Linked DNA regions of Pungitius pungitius: region 2 is linked to region 1. Evidence: chromatin contacts called from public Hi-C data. All regions are on one chromosome and are shown on one strand. The core of a region is the stretch at or near the end of the contact, and the rest is flanking DNA. Distances in the headings are between cores, read along the strand shown. Region 1 holds the start of plac8l1 (PLAC8 like 1). Region 2 holds the start of kctd16b (potassium channel tetramerization domain containing 16b).

Region 1 (7,880 bases), core at 3,775-6,274:
GCAGGAATAAACTATTTGACCTCTGTTTCTTGCCTCGTATTGCTTCATCTCCTATATACATTTTGGTCAGACCTCCTTTGAAGTTGACTCATACCAGTAATTGAAATTTCAACTTTGAAGTCAAATTTGGTGTTTCTGCCCGGTCATATATATAACTGTTTTAGCATTTAGTCACAATATATAACACCATTCTTTCGCTTTCCGCGAAATTTAACATGTAATACTAATCTGCAGCTTTTGGCATAAGCAATGGCACGTTACTAAATTAATCATCAACTGCTTTCATGTTTTCAAACATTCATTTTTTAAAATACATAATAATAAATAATAAATAAATAATTCAGCACAACCCATGACAAAATTGTAAACATTGCCCATATTTGTTTATTTCAATTAATGGTGCTGAAAATAAACCCATCTGCCATGTTTTCTAGCTCTGGTTACTGCCATGTTTAATTAAAAAGAAAAAAAGCATCCTCCCTTTTCTTGTCCTCCAAGGAATTTAAGGATAAATTCTTCAGCAGGCCAATCTCTAAATTTGTAATCCCTGTTTGTTTTTTTTCCAAGTCAAATCCTTCCTACGATGAAATCCTCCTCCTGTGTGTCTCCAGGAAGTGAGGAGCAGAACCCAATCCAAGCCTCCATCATCACACACAAACACACATCCCAAAACAGGACAACTCCACCGAGCGGCTTCCACCAGCAGCTGAATGCCCCCCTGATGATGATGATGATGATGTGTGTGTGTGTGTGTGTGTGTGTGTGTGTGTTTGTGTGTGTGTGTAAGAAAGACAACATGAAAAACAGAGTGAGAGGACATAGGAGGGGCAAGGATTAAACAAAAGAAAATCAAGGAGAACGCAATGTGAGGAGGGAACGTGAGGCAGGGTGTGCTGTGTAAACCCCAGGTGGGGCTTGTTGTCCTGGATAGAAGTATCACCTGGGGGACGCCTGCTCCAGCTCTGCAGGTCCCTCCACTCCTCTCTCTCCTCCTTCTCTTCTCTCGCCTCTTTGTATTCACAATCACACACACACACACACACAGACACACACACACACACACACACACACACACACACACACACACACACACACACTAGCAGGAGTTTGGAGGACGGGAGATACATAAAACGAGGGCAATGGGAGGAGAAGAAATGAAATTATTGAGGGGAGGGGGGGGGGGGATGGAGGGGAGGCTAGAAGGAAGAGCAAAGAGAGGGGATGCATTCAGGAGGAGACGGAGGTAAAAAAGAAAAAGAAGGGATATCCATTAAGAAGACAAATCAGAAATCTCAGTGTGTAGTTTGGGAAAGCGCTTCACACCTTGGGCTGGTTGTTATTCAGTCACGTGTGCAGCTCAGGGGGGGCATGATCTAATACCCCCCGGTGCTGTGTTTTGCATCGGATCTGTTTACTGTTGCTCAGCTGTGCAATGAGCGCAATCGTGGGGGGGAAAAGCCTTTTTTTTGGATACATTCTGCATACATCACACACACATTTTCCACACACCCCCCCCCGAGGGGGCCGTTGTCGATAACAGCCTGCACTCCACACCTGATGCGTCTGTGGGGACGGTCGCATCCACGCTGAGACAGCGAAAAACAACAACATCAGCAGAGATGTTTTATGGTCCCTGTCCGGCTGCTGACTTAGGAATGGCTTCATTGCTCCAAGTCTTGACCTCTACGACTGCTGTGGAAATCCCAACTCTGACCTTAGATCAGCACTTAAGACTTGGCAGCTGCGGGGAATGGGAAAGAGACAAGGGAGATCCAGATCTGGGACAAGACTGCCCCCTAGTGCTTCGGTCATGGAATTATATCCGTTCGATGACGTAAGGCCAGGCAGTCAGTGTGTGAGTCAGTGTGTGTGTGTGTGTGTGTGTGTGTGTGTGTGTGTGTGTGTGTGTGAGGCGATACAGTAAACGTGCAATATGTAAATATGTTGGAGGGTTAACTCTGAGCACACACACACACACACACGAGGGTTCCTCGTTTCAACCGTTTTACCTGTTGGGATTGTTCGATTGAAACCGCAGAATTAAAGGGATAGTTCCCCCCCCAATTACAGATAAAAATGGAATGAACTGACCCTTTAATAGTGGAAATGCGGGGCTTACTTTGGACACTGGCCACAAGTCATGCATTATGTATAGCTCAAGCAGGGTAAAACCTTTTATGGGGCCCTGGGGGGGGAAGTGTTAAATGTCCCTCACAATACCAGCTGCTACTTTGGAAGCAGCCGTCACAAATACATGCGTTAATGTAGATCTAAAGTGCCCCTAAATGCTACGGGTGTAACTGATTTGCAAAGCAAATATATTTCCATTCTACGCAAAAAAACAATTCAAGTGCTACTGATGCCGAAGCAACGCGGAGTGGTGGGGGGGGAGCGAAACACGTCACCACGGTGCCTGGAGGCAGCTCTGCTCCAAGCAGATCCAGCTCACTAACAACCCGCAGTAGGCGGAGAGCCGTGGAGCTGCAGGAAGATTTATCCAGCCGGGGGCTGCTCAGGAAACACTGGGGCCTAACGCAGCTACCGCTGACCTCATTACCACCGTGGTCATGTGAGATTACCGTATGTAATAAATAAGATATGATCCGGTTTCAAAAACTCCTTGTTTTTTTTGGGGGGAAGATCCATTTTCTTTCTTCCATCATTTCATTTGAAGCAGATCACATCCGTGAATGACACATTGGCCCTTTGAGGATCTGCTTCTGTGTAGAAATGACCCTCGTTCGCAGCCTCGTTCTCGCTGGTCGGCCTCTTTCTACGGTTCAGGGAACCACAGAAATCAGGGATTCGGGAATATGATTGAATGAGGTGAACTGAAGAAAAGAGGGATAATAGAATATCAATGTGGAAATATGGAAATGGACTTGAGCTGTCGGCTGTGATCAGACTAATGCTGCGGCCTGTTTGCCGCGTAATCAGACAAGTGGTTCTGCATTCTGAATGCTCCTCGCACAGTTGTTTCCATTCCACACGCCGCAACTGAGAAAACAGCTCTCCAAATCAATGAGGATCCACTGGCTCAGCACGCAATGCCCGGTTGGTTCTCCTGCTTTCCTCGTATTTGGACTTAAATGTGAAGCTGGACGTTAAGATGCAGCAGTCTGACTTGTAGTTAACCGTCCTTACAGTTGAGTCACTTCCTTCAAGTTTAACAACTTGTCCATCAAGGTGCGGAAGGTGTTTTTCAGGTGTTTCCTCACTTCATCTCGGCCCTGGAGAGAGACTGAAGAAGATCTCTGGTGACCAATAAACAACAAACGACATTTTTGGAGATGATATTATAAACAAACTCGGAAGCAACATTTGTTTCGGGCTTCGTTTTGGTTTCTGCACAAACCGCACTAAACATCTGTACAACTCAGACAGCAGACACTGTCTCTAGTTCATTAGTAATTCATTCCATTTCAACTCAGAAGTGTACAAATAAAGTGGAAAAAAGCGATTTGTGTGAACTGACCATTTATTTTTGCTCTTCAAGTTCAATAAAAGTTCCTCCTTCTAAGGCCTCTTAGGCTCGATTGACTGTCCGAGACATTCTCAAGGGCATCTGAAGCCATGTGTCATTGATCCTTTGTGATATTCATACGGTGCGTCTCAGTTGGCCCTGAACCCGTCCCCGCCGCGTGGCAGAAGGACGGGCCTCAGTTACTGGCTAGAGTTTCTTCACGAGCATTCAAGGGCAGTGGACACATGATAGGTCTGTGTCTTCATCCGCCGCTTCATCTCTCTTATCATCTGACACACAGCCAGAGGGTAGCAGCAGTACACCGTGGTCCAGTCCTCACACACACTTCCCTGTGGATAAACATGCGGACGGACACGCGCGCACAAGCAAAAGCAGCAACACGTCCAGAACCATGAGGAATATTACATGTAAAAACAATTTTCAAAAAAAGCAAACTTTCAAGTTCGCTTTTACCATCGCTTTTACTTTCATTTATTAAGTCTTCCTAGTGGTGCGTTCAAGGGGTGACACTCACCCGTATTTTGTACCGCTCCCTGATCCCGACCCGCATGGCAAAAGTGGATCCGGGCAGCAGTGGCACGCACAGACATTCTCCGTACTGATGAGCCAAAGTCAGGTCCAAACAGCACGGCACCAGAGCCCCGAGCACACCTACGAGCACAGGGTAAGCACAACGTATGTACCTTTGTGTGTGTGTGTGTGTGTGAGAGAGAGAAATATGTGTACATATGCATGGGAGAATGCGGCTTCATGTTACATGTGGTCTTGTCCCCGCAGACGTTCAACAGGCCAGTGCTCCAGTCTCCTCCCGTCTGGGTGATGGTGGTGACGGTCGTCGTGGTGATGCCGAGGCCGGGCTGCGTGAGCATTGGATCGGTCGCTGCCGGGGCGTCGTTTGACCTCAAGCCGTCTTCACTTCCTGTGCTGGAGACCCTCGCTTCCTCCTTTTCAAAAGCTGACACTGAGCCTCGAGTGACTGACAGCCTTGGTCTGAAACATACAAACAATGTGTTTTTATTGTGTATAGATAGATGAATCATCAAGGTTGTCCCACACTGAAAGAAGTCTTAACTTGTGCTTTTTGGGAAATTGTTTCAGAATAATTTTTCTAGTGCACCATGGTTTTGTACTGCCTTAAAATGAAACTATAATCCACTAATATTACCAAGCCACTATTTGTAGTACGTCATTTATTCCCTCATTCAATTACTTAAGGCCTTCAGCAACTTAAATTACACACACACACTTTAGTGAAGGCATAGGTTTTAACATTTTAAAATGCAGCAAGAGTGTATTTCATTTGCATTATCAGTTATCATAGACACACAAAAAGGTAATGAAATTAAGGGGAAACCAAGCGGCACCTAGAACAACAAAACAGACCAAGATAAGTGAGCCGTTTGCTGTAATTCCATCGCGCCTCAGCGGTGTCAACAAAGACAAGAAAAAGCACTCACTGCTGTGTGACTGTCATCTGCTCCATTAGTAGAAGCCACGGGCATCCACAGAGGGGAGAGAGGGGACTGGGGTGAGAAGGGAGTCAGCAGGAATGAGGAGGTGGAGGAGCGACACCCCCCCCCCCCCCCCCCCCCCCCCCCCAGTGAGAGAGGGTGTGTGCAGGGGGCAGATAAACCAGCAGTCGAATGGCTCGGCCTGAAGCTGTGTGACCGAGATAAGTCCCGCCGATTGCCTTCCGTTCTGCGACTTTTACAAACGCAGCGAATGCAAAGAGGGAGAGATGAGCGTGAAATATTCAGATGTGGCGACGTTCACACGGCCAACGCGGAGCGACCTGCGGGTGGGAAACAAGATGACATCTCGTAATGAGTGAGGACTTATTCCTCATGATTAGGCTTAAACAGAGCTAAATATATGGGAAGTGATGCATGTCAAAAAGAATGTTTGACCTGTGATGTTCAAAAACCAGCATCATTTGACATTAAAACGTTAATATAAGGTAACACTCACCAGCAGACAGACTCAAGAAGAGCTGAGAACAGACAGATGGGTTTTATGACCAAAGGAATACGTGCAGTTCATATTTAGAGGGGATTGTCTGCGTTTCCTACTTTGACTCTGACCTTTAAATTTAGTGTGTGGGTGTGTGTGTGCGCGCGCGCTGTACGTGGTGAAACGACACGAAGTGCGACCATCGTGGGTGTGGAAGCCCACAGACATTCACAATGGGTCTCAACCCAGATGTGGGATAAACATCGCTGATGTACTACATGAGAGCGAGCTTTAGAAGGGCCTAAGGGCAGATGTTCAGACCTTCAGAAAGCCGGTCAAGCAGTTTCCAGTCTGCATGCTAAACTAAGCTAAGCTTCAAGACACCATTTCACATCTTAGCATAAAACATGTGGGCAGTGTCTTTTGATAGAATACACAGTCCTTTGTAAAGGTATCTTGACCCCAATGATGAACTTTTTAGATTTGATAATATATTTTTGCTTCTAAGTCAACTGAAAGATATTTTGGCTGTTTCATTTTATTTGCATATCCCCATTGCATTCATCAAAAAACATTTCAACCCTTTAATGCTGAACTTTTAAGAACCAACATCTTCTCTTAGTCGCTCTATTTATATGACTGTGCACATTGCAAAATTATACAATTCCTCACTATCTACATTACAGGAGAAAACATCACATAGCTTCACCAAAATCATGACTCATAAGTGCCATTCTTGTATTAAAAAAAAAAAAATTCAAACCCACATGGAGGGTAGCAATAAACAAAGAAGGAGGCTGAATATTTCATAGGTTTTATTATTTCCCTGGAACGCACAAGTGAGACAAGCACCATCCAACCCCAGAAAACACAAAGATGTCCTTTAGGATGTCACATCACGAGGGAATGGCAAGTCTCACCTTCAATGTTTAAAACAACACAGCAGACACATTACCATCTATATGAAAAAAGAAGGATGCAGGAGCAGTCTCACCATGTAATGTAATAAAAGAAGGTGGAAAAAGAAAAGGACCTGGTTGTAGGTTTGTTTGTTCCTTTAAGAAAAGATGACTTTGCTTCTGACCAAATAGGAAGAAAATTACAACATTACACTTAGACGATTAAATTGAGACTGAACAGAAAATAAATTCTGGTGTCACCCTCAAACACAAAATCCCATTGATTTTTAAAATCAGTTTAGATCTGAATAGACTTGAATTGTGCTGTTGATGTAAGAGAACAGATGCAACCTCGTGAGATCCAATTCGTTTCAGATGGTCACTGAGGCCGCATTCAGCAGAGAAAAGAGGTGAATAATAACCTGTCACATCCACAGAAACACAATTATAAAACAGATATATGTTTGAGTCAGTGTTCTATGGCTTTGAGTCAAGAATACCCTTTTTATGGCAACAATTATTGATTCATTCAAACCGTTTAGAAATATTTCATTGCTGAATGCGGCAACATGTATGTGTGTGTGTGTGTGTGAGAGAACTAGAGAACCAGGTAAACCAGGGAGTTCCCGATGTCCACAGTGAGGCCGTTGTCGGCCAGGGTGACCTTCTTCTCCTCCAGGTTGACGCTGAAAACAGACTTGTTGGAGATGGGCACTTTGCCCTGTTCCTCGAGTCCCAGGACGGGCACCCGGCGGGGCCCCAGCACAGGGTCCTCGTACCTCATCAACTTGACTCTGGACAGGTCTGTTGGAGGAGGAGGAGGAGAAGCAGGCAGAGTCAGGTGGAGGTGTGACACATGGGAGGTATGAACTGATGGCAGGAAAAGAGTGCAGAGGTCAGGGGGGGTGAGTGATGGAGGAGAATACGAGGTAGCGCCCTCTACAATCACAGCTGTGACACTTTTCCATTACGGTGACATTTCAGATCCGTTTCCAGTTATGATATATCAGAGGCTAATTGTTTTTTTTTCCATTTTATAACAGCTATCACATAAAGCACATAGCTTTGTCTTCCATATAGTGATTGTTAAAGTCCAATGTGGACAGATACTTATTGGCAATGAGTCGGCTTTGAGTTGCAGTAAGTCAGCTGAGCACCAAGGCGTGATGTCGTTTATTCCATGAAAGATGAACGATCCGCACACACCCTTTTAACCTTTGCCTCAGCGGCTTAGAGACATTTTTCATCAAACAAACCATCCTATTTAGATAATGACCTTCATTCATGTTCATATAGACCCATTTGTGGTTCCTAACCACAGTTTATGAATTTCTGCAGTATATCCATTTGTCTTACTAACCTTTAATGAGTCTGTTGACCTTGGCTAACCTACGGATGATGCCATCGCCGCTGTCTCCCTGTCGGATGTCAACCTTTGTGGAGAACTGGCCGTTACACGGCTGAGGGTTCACGAGGGACACACACACTCCAGGCTGGGGAAATAGAGGACAAGCGCAAATTCACAAACACTCATTTTAATTGTAGGT
Region 2 (7,880 bases), core at 3,714-6,213, 130 kb before region 1:
TGAAAAATTTGCAGCGCCTCAAGAATAATAATTGCATTTTAAGGGGAACAAGGATAACAAGGGTAAGATAATACGCAATTAGCACCACAATATCAACATTTTGTATGCTGTTAAATGCATACTGAAGCCAGTACACTGTATTTTATATCAATAAGGTTCTGTGACACGTTGCCTAAAAGCCCAATGTTGAGCAAATGACATTTTCCACGTTTAAGTAAGAGTTTAATGTCCAGTGAGTTGATTTGATCTGACAAAGATCTACTCTAATGGTTACGCTGTAAATGCTCATCAAGGCTCATCTGGGTCTGATTCAATCCAGATAGGAGTTGATATGCACTTATATTCTCTGAGTTAATGGATGTCTTTTTTTTTTTTTTTTAAATAAGCGAACAGAGATTTTTTCTTTCCCTCTCTATTGTGGAGCTGTCAGATCCTCCGCCCCCTCCCATCCTCTCACTACACCCACAGCTTGATCCTGGCCAACTGCTTTCTGAGTCCCACATGGTGCAAATTGAATGAAATGCCAGCTACTGTACTGTAAGATACACACAAAAACCTTCCAGCTTTTACACTACTTCCTTGTCTGATTATCTCTGTGTGCAAAGGAGCTTTCCTTGTAACAACAGTGGAGAGGAACTGGCTGTTACTCGCCGTTCGCTTTTCCGGCCACATTAGTGCTTGTCTCTATGTGGAAATAAAGACGTATTTCGGTGATTGGTCAGTCTCTATTTCACTTCTAAAACCCACAATTGTCTTGTCAGTGGAAGGAAGAGAATATCTGTCTGATTTGGTCCAATTGTGGGCCTACAATCCATGAGCCATGGGCACTGCAATCCTTTCACACAATCACTTGTGACTCAAGTGCTGCGAGCCCACACACAGGCTAACTGATCACAACTATGTGCCTCAAAAAAATAAAAAAGGACGAATCCAAGGGACTTGGTGCACAGGCAAGGAGGGGGGGGGAGAGCGTTGCACCTACTTCGTTCTTTCTTGGATCAGGCTTTGAAAACTCTAAGAGGAGAAAAGCTGTGTACGTGACACCAGATTTAGATCAACGATCTGAGTAGAACGAGAGGCTACTAACATGCACAATGGCAAATACAAACGACGTGACGGAAAGGCCATAAAAGAATAACCAAGCGGAATATTCAAATCAAGAAATAATACGAATGTTCATAACACACTGAACAGAATATTTAACTCTAAGAACTGACGATTGTTTCTACTGTCCACTTAGCAAATATGTAAACATCATTATTTTGGCTCTCTGTTGTGTCTCAGTCCACAATCAAAGCATTCGAGAAATGCTCCGAGCTGCACATGCTAAAAGTAACATGGAAACACAAGCTAGCTCAGCTGGCTGCATCCAAAATAGCTTTGGATCAACATTTCTCTCCATGTGGCTCCGAGGATAAACCCTCTTTCTTGACACTTTTTCCCCCCCCCCCAGTACAAACACACACACACACACACCTGAAGGGTCGGCGGTAGTGAGCTGGATGACAGCTCTGCTGCTGCGTTTCTGGCCAGAAGACGAGCCGAGACGTTCAACTCCCGGATCTCAGCCTTATAACTTACGCTGGCTCCGGGAGGCACTCGTCCGTTCCTTTACATCTCGCCTGCGCTCTCTCGGCTGCCAAAAGCTCCTTAAAGTTCAGTTGGCTTCCGGGTCACAGACGCTTGTCTTGGTGAACCTAGCTTAGCAGGAAAAGCGGGCCTTGGACGGGGCTGAGGGGCTGAGGGGCAGCAACCCCCCCTCAGTCCTGGGCGGGAATGTAGAGATGTTGTAATATTATAGCGCTCAGTACCCCGGAGAATGCCACACTCTTAACAGCGCAACACCAACGCCCCGAGCGTGTCGTTCTGCGCACAACTTTCCTTTAAAATACTGTTTGTCGGCCATCATTTGAGGTGTGATGAGGTGTAGCAACAGTTACACATCTGAGTGAGAGGGGTAAGAAGCTCGCTGTTTGCTCGGATCGGCTAAAAATATCTTGTTTTGATACCAAATCTGGGGCATCGGGACTTGTTGCTGATTCCCACAAGGACTTCGTGGCGTCTATGTTTGAAGATCTATTCCTCCGGGGACGAGAAGCTTCTTGATGATTATGAGTTTATCAGCAGACTTCTGCAATAAGCAGAAAACCTCGTTGCCAGGCGGCCTTTGAAGGCACGTTTGAGGTTGAGGACTGAATACCTGCTCAGTCCGGTCGCCGCCCTGCATCGAAGATCACAGGAGTACTGAACATCAGCAGGTTATTTGTGTCTCAACCCCAAAAAAGAACTGATTAAAAATGTTTTTAAGAGATCCGGTTTTGATAAAAAAGAAAAGGGAGAAGCTTTTGTTTTTTCTCCCTGGCAGAGAAATCCGGGCGGTCTGCTGCTAGCTTTCATTACACCAACCGACCTTTTTGTCAAAAGCTGGAAGCAATAACGACACCTTATAGAAGGGGAAAATTCATAAAACCAAGAAATGGCAGAAAACACTTAACCCCTGCTCTGTGTGTGTGTTTGTGTGTGTTGATGTTCTCTCTCTCTCTCTCTCTCGCCCTCAAACCCACATGCACTTATGAGTTACAGAATAAACGCTTTGACACATTGCTCTGGGCATGATGTTCTTTGTTGTCATCACTATCAAAACCAATGTCTAAACTGACATTTAAGATTGAAATAACTTACTACATTTAGATAGGAAGAAACAAACATTCGAGTTTGAGGGATAGCTAACTCATTTCCGTAAATCATCTATGAGTCTACTGAATTTATGCATTGCATGTCTGCTGCTGTCGTATTTGCAGATTTCCCATCTAAGGCCTGGCATAATTCAGCGTGGCTGTAATGAGAGATGGAAGTGGAAGTAGTATTCTGTTTATTTCAACCATCTGTGACCAGCCTGAAAATTCACTTTAATAGTTTTCTCTCCATTGCACGGGAAGGAGAAATGACGCGATATGATCTGTGTCAAGGAAGGAAGGAAAAGGTGGATTTCTTTTGCAAATGAAAATGAAAAATCTCCCTGATATCGCATCTCTCTCATTGAAAAATTCATTCATTCATTATTTTAATTAATTCAATATCGCCACTGTGCTCGGAGCCAATATTTCATTATTTATTTTTCTTGGCTAATTTGAAAAAGAAAGTTTTGAAAGAGACACCAACTAAAATAAACATCACAGCCTTTTTTATGTAAATTAGTGTCTAACTCTGGGATTCTATTTACAAACAGATTTTCTAAAATGCACGTGATACTCAATATGGCTGAAGTTCTTCGGAGGAAGACCATGGCAAGTCATGACGTAACATAAAAAAAACAAGTGACCGCCCAAGCGGCTCTGTGTCTGTAAACTGCAGTGCACAGAATATCAATGTAAATAAAGGGAAAAGCTGTGTCATCACGGCGTCAGAGGTAGAACAAATCTAGTAAAGGAAAGCCAAAAAATGCTCTGTTGCTCGAGGCAAGGTTAGTTGACAAGCAGTCAAAATACTTTTCATACTGTATATTTTATACGTTTGCATCATATTGTGAAATACCCTGCATTTGGAGCAGATGGTGAATGTTTGTGAGACTGCAGAATACACAATTTATTATCTTGCTTCTTATTCTAAAGCAGAGTATCCTGTACCCGATGAATCAGGATCTCCTGTTCTCTGTTGTATCATTGTGCTCAATGTGTGTTTTAAATGTAAATATCAATCTTAGTCAAATTTTTGTCGAAAATGAATAATTAGTATATTCTTTCAGATGTATTAGGTCAATAACAAGACAGCTCACAGGCACATTATATCCCTTTTTAGTGTGAGTACCTGTCCATGCTGCTGAAAAAAAAGGTCTGACTCAACACAACCAGAAGAAGGCGCTGTTGCTCCCTTTACAAAATCGTCATATATTGTTACAGCTCACTGCCAGTTACAGCCATTTATCTGGGTCTGGAAAGATAGTATTTTCGTTGATGTATTTTTGAAACTGGGAAAAATATGAACAGTTTCTCACCTAGAAACCCAAACATTCCCTGTAAGTGCCATGTGTTATCTGCCATGAAAATATATTCAAGCTGGTGGTAAAATTACAGCATTGGGAGCATTTAGCTTATTTGACACCAAAATTGATGCAACACTTCCATGACGTATGCACGTATATCGCTGTTAAAGCATACAACTTACACATATAGGTTGTAGGTGGCAAAATTAAACTAATATTATTATACCTGTGTGTGATATAGTTTTTTTTCTGACAATATAACTGATTTTTGTTCAATGGTTCTTAGCGATGATTTTCTGGACTTTTTTTCTTCTTTTTTTCACCACCCAGCAGCCTGGAACCACTTCATAAGCCTTTAGAAGGCTGTGTGTGTGAGAGAGAGAGAGAGAGAGAGAGAAAGAGAGAGAGGGATGGGGGGGGGGGGGGGGGGCAGCAGCCGCGAAGACACCACCCAGCTCTGTTGGGGAGGGTAGTGTGGAAGGGAGGGTGATGAGAAGAGAGGAGGGGGTGGGATGCTCGTTTCAGCACCGCGGAGAGCTCCGGGTAAAAGCAGCCAGCAGCAGCGGGTCGGTCCTCTGCGCTGCTGTGGAAGAAACAATTAAAGAAATTTCTCTAACTTCTCTTGAAGTCTGAAAATGCGGAGCCTTTTCTCGAGGAGTGGACTTAAATTTTAAGTCAGTCGGGATCCGGTGACATATTCGCGGGGACGGGCTACAGAGCGAAACCATTACCGGTCGTTACGCGTGTAATCTCTGCCAAGTTTCCGCCACTGAACGGCGATCCGCCACCCTCCCGCTGCTCCGCACAGCCCCGGAACAGCGGCCGCTGCTCCGGGGGAAGTTGAAGAGAAAGTGGGACCACATCAGCACCGTCTCCAGTTTGGACTGTGTGCCAAGTTGTTGGACTTTACTCTCGTGCTTGCAGAAGGATTTCTATTGTTAATGAAGTAGGACTTCATCAACCCTCCCCCCCTCCACACCCCCCCCCCCCCCACACACACACACACCCTGTATTGCTCTTACATTTGCCACTGATGCGAGGCTTTGGTGCGCCCGGATGCGTCTCCTCTCTGTGGCAGCACTGATTCTTTCCTCCTCCCCCTCATCCATCTCAGCCTTCTTTTAATTCAGCACTCGCAGGGGGACGCCCCGGACTGCCATCTTCCCCCCATTTCCGACAACTGCAGAAGGCTGGTAGGTTGATAATGGCCATGGATCGATGAAGAATGCATATGCAGATTGTTGAGGGGTAAAGTTGGAAGGCCCGGATCGACCCAGAATAACGGAGGACACAGCTTAGGAACTTTTATATCCTGATTCATCGTTTTTTGTCCTTCTCATTTTGAATAGGTGTATAGGCTGTTTTTTTTTGTTTTGCTATTCATGACGGAAACGATGGCGCTGAGTGGCAACTGTAGGACTAACACCAAAGAGCAAGCATCGGTTCAGAACAGTTTCCCAGATGTGGTTGAATTAAACGTGGGGGGGCAGGTTTATTACACGCGTCACTCCACTTTGGTGGGCACCCCGAATTCGTTACTCGGCAAGCTATTCTCTTCCAGAAAAGAAGCATCGAACGACTTGGCGAGGGACCCCAAGGGCCGTTATTTCATCGACAGAGACGGCTTTTTATTCCGGTATGTGTTGGACTACCTGCGGGACCGGCAGGTCGTCCTCCCGGACCACTTCCCGGAGAAAGGGCGGCTGAGGAAGGAGGCGGAGTACTTCCAGCTGCCCGACTTGGTGAAGCTCCTGACCCCTGACGACGCCAAGAACAGCCCAGACGACTACTTCCACAGCGACTACGAAGACGGGTCCCAGGGCAGCGACAGCCGGCAGTGTCCGCCCTCCTCTCTCGTCCCGGCGGACAGAAAGAGCGGCTTCATCACGGTGGGTTACCGGGGGTCGTGCACCACGGGTCGAGAGACTCAGACCGACGCCAAGTTCCGGAGGGTGCCTCGGATACTGATATGCGGCCGGGTGGCTCTCGCCAAAGAAGTTTTCGGGGAGACCCTGAACGAGAGCCGGGATCCGGACAGGACCCCGGATCGGTACACCTCCCGGTTTTACCTCAAGTTCAAGCACCTGGAGAGGTCTTTTGACATGCTGTCGGAGTGCGGCTTCCAAATGGTGGCCTGCAACTCGTCGGTCACGGCCTCGTTCGTCAGCCAGCACACGGAGGACAAGATCTGGTCCAGCTACACAGAATACGTCTTCTACCGTGAGTGGCACCTTTGCTTTTTTTCTTTTCTTGCCGCAGGTCATCCGTCACGTGGACGCACCCAAAGTTGCGAGTCGCCACTGGGAGGCGCGCTTGATTTGCTGGGCCCGCGCGCCCGCGCGTGTGTGTGTGTGTGTTTGTGTGTGTGTGTGTGTGAGAGAGAGAGAGAGAGAGAGAGAGAGAGGGACATTTTGTTAGAGTGAAGGGCTTGTTTCTTGTACAGGACATCACCCCCGTCCCCCCTCCGTCCCCCTCCCTCCCTTCCGCCCGTTCTGGAGCCATGTGGGTGTAGTGAGTGCGTTGGTGTGGTGACTTCTGGAGACAAGGCGATCAAAGCTGCTTCAACCTCATCGTTTCACCAATGATGAAGCCAAATTGTGTCATTTTTTCCCTTTTAAAAGTAACAATAATCTACATTTGCATGCACACGCAGTCAAGTTGGAACGCTCCTTAAGCGGAATAAGTTGGGCCAGAGCATTATGGAACAAAAAGGGGGTTGAGCACCTTATCAGTGAACATATATGAAGGATTATTTCATGTTCTGATCACCGTGTGTTCAAATGTGTTACAGCATGTTGCAGCATTCTGTGCTCTCTTGCCGGCTAGTTTATATTTCATGAAATTTAACCTGATTTTTTTTTTTTTGATGATTTCACCCCCATCCGGGACATGGCAATAGTCAGAGCAATGATTTGTCAACGCTTGCCTTTTCTCATCTTGGTGCAATTTTCTACTCCACCTCCTGTCTGCTTTCATCCATTCCATCCTTTCAACTTCTTGATTTTCCTTCGTGCTTTTCTGATTGGTTGAGTTTGTCCATCTTTGCGTAAAGGAAGAAATCGTGACTTTTCGAATTAGCTTCCGTAAGATTTTATGATGCAAAGAGAAATCCATATTTTGAGATATCATCTATCACAAACTTGGTTGCCTCTATTTACATAGACATTGTGACATTGTGCTTGGACTTTCTTTGCATTAACCCCTGAATCTGCAATTTTAGATGCCATGCATTATTAAGAAAATACTTAAAAACAAAACTTATTTTCCATGCCTAACCCAGAAGTAATAAATCATTTTTTTGATGGTCATTGTAGAACTTACATGACTTTATGGAAGTACTGTAATACACTAAACCCCCTTGGAACGGAGATCAATGCTTCGAGGCAGCTATCATTATATTCATTAATACCTTTCTTCTCTCAAAATTACACTGTATTTAAAAAATATGGTTCATTTTTTCTTTAAAGATCCCAATTTGCATAAGAAAATGTGACAGGTGTTTCTCTCTAGTAGCACCTGTTTTACTGAACTAGGCTTGGGTTGCATGTAAAAACCATAGGTAACTTCCCTTTGTGGTTTGTACCGTTTGGTATTATTGTATTTGGTATCAAGGAGAAGAACATCTGACCCTTTATTTGTTTATACATCTGGCTTTGCCGCATCACTTCAGTGCCCAAGCGTCCAGATGTTTGGCAGGTAAAATCATTTTTGCTGCAAACATCCTCCAAAAGAAAATGTGTAGTTGGTTCATGATGTCATAATGTTGGAAATCCTCCAAAAATAAATTGCCAAAAAAAAATACTCACTATTCATCTTCTTCCCAATTCTCTTTGTAATGACTGGTGTAATGCATCGGTTCCCTGATGTTACTGTGAAAAGGATTGGTCATAAATTAGAT

The links. Hi-C and Micro-C count contacts between places; a contact is called where the count stands out from the background.
Region 2: a contact with region 1 is called in a Hi-C map of muscle, with 4 times the contacts expected there. The contact joins the promoter of kctd16b here to the promoter of plac8l1 in region 1. A contact is called at or near these places in 2 of 2 Hi-C or Micro-C datasets (both in muscle).

The regions. Positions count from the first base shown.
Region 1 is chr16:14,111,678-14,119,557 of fPunPun2.1, reverse strand. plac8l1 (PLAC8 like 1) reads right to left here and starts at 5,024. Exons shown (of 5, transcript XR_009942524.1): 1 at 4,942-5,024; 2 at 4,242-4,474; 3 at 3,999-4,135; 4 at 3,476-3,813; 5 at 2,630-3,241. It overlaps LOC119215105 (leucine--tRNA ligase, cytoplasmic-like), which reads right to left. Exons shown (of 32, transcript XM_037466944.2): 31 at 7,694-7,826; 32 at 6,233-7,137. The coding sequence ends at 6,932.
Region 2 is chr16:14,243,071-14,250,950 of fPunPun2.1, reverse strand. It overlaps kctd16b (potassium channel tetramerization domain containing 16b), which reads left to right and starts at 4,963. Exons shown (of 2, transcript XM_037467134.2): 1 at 4,963-6,202. The coding sequence starts at 5,365.